2 separate regions of the Capra hircus genome follow, and region 2 is linked to region 1. Evidence: chromatin contacts called from public Hi-C data. All regions are on one chromosome and are shown on one strand. Each heading gives the region's core, a stretch centred on a gene start, on an enhancer-like site or on the middle of the called end of the contact. The rest is flanking DNA. Distances are from core to core; before and after follow the strand shown.

Evidence for each region. A called contact is a pair of places that touch in the nucleus more often than the background predicts.
Region 2: a Hi-C map of blood shows a contact between it and region 1, with 3 times the contacts expected there. The contact joins two enhancer-like sites. A contact is called at or near these places in 2 of 5 Hi-C or Micro-C datasets (both in blood).

Annotation. Positions count from the first base shown.
Region 1 is chr3:27,006,945-27,010,833 of ARS1.2, reverse strand. The region is part of intron 1 of ZCCHC11 (terminal uridylyltransferase 4); the gene reads left to right. Among named protein-coding and RNA genes, the nearest start is that of TRNAW-CCA, 37 kb to the right of the region's middle. Within about 2 kb of position 2,088, at least 1 of the 5 cell types and tissues checked has an H3K27ac peak or open chromatin away from gene starts, as enhancers often do.
Region 2 is chr3:27,150,075-27,153,963 of ARS1.2, reverse strand. No RefSeq gene overlaps it. Among named protein-coding and RNA genes, the nearest start is that of FAM159A, 51 kb to the right of the region's middle. Within about 2 kb of position 1,698, at least 1 of the 5 cell types and tissues checked has an H3K27ac peak or open chromatin away from gene starts, as enhancers often do.

The DNA.
Region 1 (3,889 bases), core at 839-3,338:
GCATTTACTTCCACAGACCAGGTTTAACCCCTAATTGGGGAATTAAGATCCCACAAGCTGCACAGCCTAAATAAATAAATAACATTAAAACAAAGTGAAGACAACAGACATCTTTGTCTTGTTTCTGTTCTTAGAGGAGAAAACATTTAGTCCTTCACCGTTAAGTGTGGTGTCACATGTGGTTTTTCTGTCAGATTGATGAGAGTTTCTTTCCATTCCAAATTTGTTGAGTTTTTTTATTATAAAAGGACATTAGATTTTATCAAATCCTTTTTTTGTGTCAGTTAAAACAACTGTATGGTTTTTGTCCTTTAATATGGCGCATTACATTGATTGGTTTTCATATTGAACCAAACTTGTATTCCTAGGTTAGAATACACTTTATCCTGGTATATAACCTTTCATTGCTGGATTTGGTTTGCTAGAATTTGTTGAGGATTTTGCATCTATTTTCATAAGAGACATTGGTGTATAGTTGTCTTGTAATTTCTGGATTTGGTACTAGGGTAATACTGGCCTTATATAGAATAAGTTAACAGTGTATTCTTGTATTTTTAAAATTTCTCAGTTTTAATATCTAATGATGTAAATAGCAATAGCTATATACACAAAAACAAAAGTTCTTTGGATTCTTGGTAATTTTTTGAAGCATAAATGCATCCTGAGGTCAAAAAGTTTGAGAACTGCTGGTTTAGGCTAAAGACATACCCTAGTACCCAGGCAATGAACCAAAAAATATGTCTCTTCTTTCTTCTCATAAACCAATCCCGTTTGTGTCATTTTACTCAAGTCATACACTCAAGGTGTCTCAAGAAATAAAGTGAAAACACTACCAGACTGTGTTAACTTTACAGATTTGAAAAGATAAATGAATGGGCATATTAGACATATATATGTTAGCTAATGCTGTATCTTCAAAACAAATCTTTTTTTAAACTGAAAAATTTGTAAGAGCTGCTGTACTTTTATAGCCACTTATGATATTGTTTTGAGTGTCTTGTATTCTGTCATACAGGTAAAAAATGGCTAGTTTGTGTTTGTAAATTGTATTTATGCTTTCTGTGATAGTGCCAGTTTTAAACCAATGATTCTCGCTATATGAGAGGTACAGTTCCTTAGGAAGGTATTTCATAATGCTTTGGAAGGTCTTTTAAACCACTCACAGCTAGCCTTTCCCATCTCCCATTCTTGTGTTTCTCTTTTTTCTATTGGACATGTATTCTATTTCTTGGATGCGTTAGGAAAAAAAAACTGGGAAGCATTATTCTAAATCCTCTAAGGAGGTGTGTAGCTTGTTTTCCTCACAGCTGCTTCCTTAAAGCCAGAAAACCAGACCCATGTATTTTCTAATTAGTGTCTGTCTATTCTTCTGTCTTCCTCTACAGCTTCTCTTCTTTTAAGATTGGTACCCTACTGGCTGTTTCTTACCTGACTTTGTCATTTCAATCTAGGAACGTCTGTGTCACTCCCCTGTATTCACTGATATATCATTGGTATAATTCTTCATATCATATCAGGCAGTTGGAAGCATAACATTGAAGGTTACTTAACATCTTAAGTTTATTTTTCCTTAATTTCTGTATTCCAGTGGTATTCAACTTTCTTTGACACGGCTACTCATATGGTTCAGAAATGGTTCTACTTCTGACCAAAATCTCCTTAATATCTGTATACATCTTTCTCACTTCTTTAGTTTTCTCATCTATCCCTAATCTTTTTGTATAACCTCTTTTGAGTTTTATCTCTCCCACTCACCAGTATCATCACTGTTGTGTTCAGTTCAGTTCAGTCGCTCAGTCATGTCTGACTTTTTGCAACCACATGGACTGCAGCATGCCAGGCTTTCCTGTCCATCACCAACTCCTGGAGCTTAATTCAAACTCATGTCCATCGAGTCGGTGATGCCATCCAGTACCCTATTGAGATATTCATTATGTTAATCCCCTACCCAGAATGAATTTAAATATCTGCAAATTGTATAAACTAGTAGACAGGTGTTTTATATATGTAGTTAGGCCTTTAACCCAGCCTGGCAATATTTCAGTCAGGTTTCTTTCCTGTTTCTCACTTTTGGTATAGTTTTTCTCTGATCTTAAGTCCTCTACTGCCCTCTGCCTTTCCCTGTTAGTGCTGGCCTTCTGTTTCATAGAACAGTGTTATAAAACTTACTTTCTCCACAGTTCTTTCAGATGCTAATAGGTTGTCCTGGCAAAAAATGTGTTTTGGTCAAATAAATCTGGAAAATGTTGCAAATTAGATCTTTCTCTTATATATTTACAGTGCTTCCTACTGTACCCAAGCATCTTCTGGGAAGAAGTCCATTTACCTTCAACACAGCTTTTCCCTCTCCACAATCCCACCAAAATTGCTTGTAGTAAGATCCTAAATAATCTCCTAATACTTTTTAATAATAATTGGTAATTACTTTTACTTACTTTAGTAGCATCTCTTTTCCCTCTTATCTCTGTCTTCCTGTTCTGCAGAAGTTAATCTGAAGCAGAAATTGTGCCACTCTTCTGCGCATAATCTATGGCTTCTCTTTGCTAAAATCTAAACTTGACTCGGTATGTAAATGTGTGTACTAATTTGCATTCCCGGTTCATCTCCTGTATTCATCATTATGCATGCTATTTTGCATCCTAAAACTTGTTAAAATTATATAAATGTATTTTATCTAGTATATACAGATCTTATTCCTTCTTACTCCCTTTCTCAAGTGAAAAATTCTTTCACAGCTCAATTCCCTTTATGATGAACACTTTTTCTTAGGTTCTTTCCTCAGGGTTTTCTTAACATATGTCATGTAATATTGTCATTATTTGTTTATATGACTGTCTCCTCTTTTATATATGCGACTATTCTGTTATTTATCATTGTATTCCCAGCTTTTAACTGAACACCTTCTGTATTAATGTTGATGATCTTTGTTAAAACACATGCCGTGTTCATATTTGTTTATCTGAACAGGTGCAGGCCCAGCTACATAATTTACAGGACATATTGAGAAATAAAAATGCAAAGTCCCTAGTTCAGAAGGCAGGAAAAAGTGCTATTAAAGTTACTAAAACAAAAAGTATTTTTCTTTCTTCTTTGATCTTTCTCTTAGCTTGTCATGTTTGTTTACTTTTTAATGTCATTCTAAATAAAGAACAATTGAAATTGTTTAATATTAAGCATGAATTTTACTGTTCATCTTTATATGGTACAATGCCAGTTTTAAATGCCAATATATGATTATTTAACTCTTATGTGAAATTGATGCTCTTTCATAGCTTCAGTTCAATTCAGTCACTCAGTTGTGTCCGACTCTTTGCGACCCCGTGAATTGCACCACGCCAGGCCTCCCTGTCCATCACCAACTCCTGGAGTTCACTCAGATTCACGTCCATCGAGTCAGTGATGCCATCCGGCCATCTCATCCTTTGTCGTCCCCTTCATAGCTTATACAGGTATATTTCATTCTTACCAGAACAGGGAAAACACTGTGTAAAAACTTACTCAGCTGTTTTTATTTAGGTCTTGCACATTTTACCAACAGTCTCTACCTTTGATTTGGCAGAACTGAAAGGTAAAGGACCTGTGGCTGCATCTTCTGTCTTTCCCTTTCCTTCTGTTGTCACTTTTATCGTAAGTGGTTAGTTAATACAGGGAAGTAACATGAGTAAGAAAAGATGTGGTAGACTTTTTGGTAATTCATGTTTCTTAGAATCGATTGCCTTTCCTCTGGGAAGAAAGTTATATTTTAATAGAAAATGTGACTTTTCTTGGGGTATTAGTACCCTTGCTTATCTAGTTGTAGACAACATGCTTACTTTGTATCCCTTTGAGTTTTGCTAAACTCCCACACATCATGGATCCACTGAATGTTCACAGGGCATCACCAAAGCTG
Region 2 (3,889 bases), core at 449-2,948, 140 kb before region 1:
AAACAATTATCCCTCACTATCCTTTATCACCTACCAGCATACTTCATTCAGCTCAATTGCATTGTTTAACTATTTTTTAAGAATCACATCTTTTCAATTGAATAGTGTGTTTTGTAATCTTGAAAAATTGGGTTAACTTGAGTTTTGGTGTCAGATATGCTGGGCTATTTTTTATGGACCAGTTCCTGCATGGGACCCATGATGCCAGTCTTCTTTGGATCACATACTGAGATGGGGCCAGGAACAATGGATTAGAATTAACAGTATCCAAATGTTATGTTTCACAATGGTTATTAAATGCAAATAATAATATATTGTCCAGGAGGGTCCAAGGCCATTGCATACCCATGTTGCTATGGTAAGGGATAGGTTGATGAAAGCATTGTTAGGTTTCTCACTTTGGTGCAACCTTTGAGGCAAGGTTTGAAAAGGGGTTTTCATGCTCTGGTCTGAGCAAGCAAGATCATTACTCTGTCTTCTGGCCAGCAGGCTACTATTGCCAACATTTTCCCTCCATCCCAGGCTTGGGCTAGGTGGTCTAATGGGGAAGAAGTTTCATAACTGCCCGGTGATTTGTGTTTTCATTTAGTGTTCTCACTAAAATCTCACATTGCTGTGAGAAAGAAAGGGAAGTAGGAGTCCCAGAGAGGCAGAGGGGAGGGGAGGCTGGGGGGCGTCTCAAGATTGGGATTTTATCTTGTGGGTCATGCAGAGTCACCGATGAGTTTTGAGCGGGAGAATGAAAGCACATTTGGAAACCAGATCACTGTGGTGTGGAAAATGGATTAAAGAGCCTCGTGGGAGTAGGAGGAGAATGGAGTTAAACATGGGGTTAAAAAAAAAAAATTTCCAGCCTGGGCACACGGATGGACCCAAGAGCCATTCATATTGATTTGGAACTTATGAGATCGAAATGGTGACAAAAAACAGTTTTGAGCTGTTTGCTGGTTTGTTTGTTTTTATTTAAAAATGCTTTACATTTTAGTATGTCAAAGTTTTATGAAACTGCTTGAAAAATTTTGTGAAAGGCAGCTTGGCAGAGAGACAATTTCTAGACTTTAGCCCCTACGGATGTGAGAAACTCTAACTTAGTTAAAGAATTACTAAGTGTGCGTGTTAAAGAATGAGAAAATACAAATTAAAAAATAATTTATGTTTTTAGAAAACATCAAGGAATCGCTTTGGGGGAAAAAAGGTCAAAACTGCTTTGGCTTCCTGACATTTATTTTGCAATTTAGATCTCTTATTTTGAATTCTACATTAAGGTTGGGGGTAGCAGACTCTTTCCAGTTCTTAGGTCTAAAGGTCTTAACCTGGGTTTCAGTATGGGTTTTGCCTTTTATTGTCTGTGTGACCTTGGGCAAGTTACCCGACCTTCTGGGTCTCAATTTTGTCACCTCTCTCATGGGGATAAGAATACCTTCTACTGAAGTGGTTAGGAAGGTTAGCTCTTAAAGAATGATAACTTTTTCTTTGAAAAGATGTTTATGGGACCAGATTTTACAGTTAGATAGTTGTTTTCTCTCCACGCGGCAACATGAGCTTGTGAGGTAGTCTAGCTTCTAAAACAGGCTGCCTCTGCTGCCATTCTGTTCACATCCAGGGAACTGATGGGCCTCAGCTCTCTAGGGGTGTTCAGGGCATAAAACAGCTGCAGGAGGCAGGCCTGGTGTGGGGTTGGGGGTGGGCCTGCCTCCTTCCTCCTCCCTTCTCTCTGCCCCAGTGGAGACAGAGTCACCGAGAAGAGTTGCACCTGCTGGGGGCCCAGAGTGGAAACTATTCCCAGCTGGTGCCCCTCCCCAGGCTTGAGGAATGGTGATTGTGTTACAGTTTATAAATCAGGCCTCCCCACTGTCTAAAGGGGAAAGGCCAAAATTCCTTCCCCAACATATAAGTCTCCCTACCCCCACAGTCCCTCCTCGGTATTTAGCCCCATCTTGCTCCTAACAGGCTTCTACAAAAGGGAACTGCCTGGAGTTTCTGTACTCCCCACCCCTGCTCCACCCATCCCCCCTCAAAAAAGAAATAACAAAAAACACCCAGGCTGGTTTTTTGTTTCTTTTTTTTCAGCCGAGCTCTGTTTTGCTGGTTTTTCTGTAATGCCCTTCTACCTTTCAAGTAGAATACTCTTCATCTTTTAAGGTTCTGGTAGCATTTCCTTCATCCCCCAGGCCAGGATAGAGGCTTTCTCTGCCCACTAGTGGCCCAAGTATCCACTTATCAGTGCTGACCACACAGTGTTATTTGTGTATTTATCTTCTCCACATCCCATAAGACTCTGAGTTCCTCATGCACGAGGACTTGAGCCTGGGCACATACTAGGCCATCAGTGGCTGCTTATTGAGACTAACAGCACAGAGTAGCATCTTAGCCTCCCAACCACCGCAAGACAAATCAGCCCCAGGCTCCTCTGCACATGCAAGAACCTGTGTTAGCTGTAGGGCTGTACTGGATTTGAAACTAACTGCTCATCAAGAAAAGCTCCTGGGGCTCCTCTGGTTGCTCAGTGGTAAAGAAGGCGAAAAGCAAAGTCACTCAGTCGTGTCCAACTCTTAGCGACCCCATGGACTGCAGCCTACCAGACTTCTCCATCCATGGGATTTTCCAGGCAAGAGTACTGGAGTGGGTTGCAATTGCCTTCTCCGCCTGCTAAAACAGGAGATGCAGGTTCAATCCCTGGTCTGGGAAGATCCCACATGCTGAGCAGCAACTAAACCTGTGCGCCACAGCTACTGAGATTGTGCTCCAGAACCCAGAAGCCACAACTACTGAGCCCATGAACTGCAACTACTGAAGCCCTCCTGCTCTAGAGCCTGCAGTGCACAACAAAAGAAGCCACTGCGATGAGAAGCCAGTGCATGGCAACTAGAGGATAGCCCCACTCTCTGCAACTAGAGGATAGCCCCACTCGCTGCGGTTGCCCCACTCACTGCAACTAGAGGATAGCCCCACTCACTGCAACTAGAGAATAGCCCATACAGCAGTGAAGACCCAGCACAGCCAAAAATAAATAAGTAGGAAATAGAAAAGCTCCTGTCTAAGCTGGAGCTAGCGCATGAATGGATCAGTACTCTTCCTTCAGTTCTGTTCAGAAAGGTGACTTTTACAAAAACAATGTTTTTGAAACAAAGGAAATGCCCCAATACAGGCCATCCTGATACCTTAAAGAACATGCTCAATAACTTAATGCCAAAAAACCAATATTAATATCCTCATGGCTAAAGAATCACAAGTACAAATATGCCACACCTTTTTCTTAGAATACTAAGAATATCTTTCTTGAACTTCTAAGAATTAACAGTCATTGCCCATCATTATAATTACCTTTTTTCTTGTTTCCAAGTTAACCTAAGAGGTTCCTAAGACAGGGATCAAGAATTCTATCCTCTTTGAAATCCTTCAAAGACCTCTTTTCCCTTATAGCGGTGTTGACTTTTATTCCTCAGTCTCTTGGGGTATCTAGTTAAAATAGAGATTCTTGGGTCTACCCAGATGTACTAAGAGAAAATTGGGATTTTTTTTTCTTTTTTGGCCATGCCCGTGGCTTGTGGGATCTTAGTTCCCTGATCAAGGCTCGGACGCACTTCCTACAGTGGAAGCATAGAGTCCTAACAACTTGGCTATCAGGGAATTCTGCTAAATCAGGACTTTTAAATAAGCAAATCACAGGAGATTCTTATGCACCCACTCAAATGGTATATATATAGTCTGAGTTCCTTGGCATCAAGACCCCCATGCAGTCTGAACTCCACTGCTTCAGCTCTTTGCATAATAGTTCCATCAAAACATCTTGTCCTGGTTGGCACAAGCCCAGCCGACTCCTACCAGCCCTTCAAATCTCAGCTCAGGTGTCTAGGAAGCCCTCCTGGACCCCCAGGTCTGTGGTGCT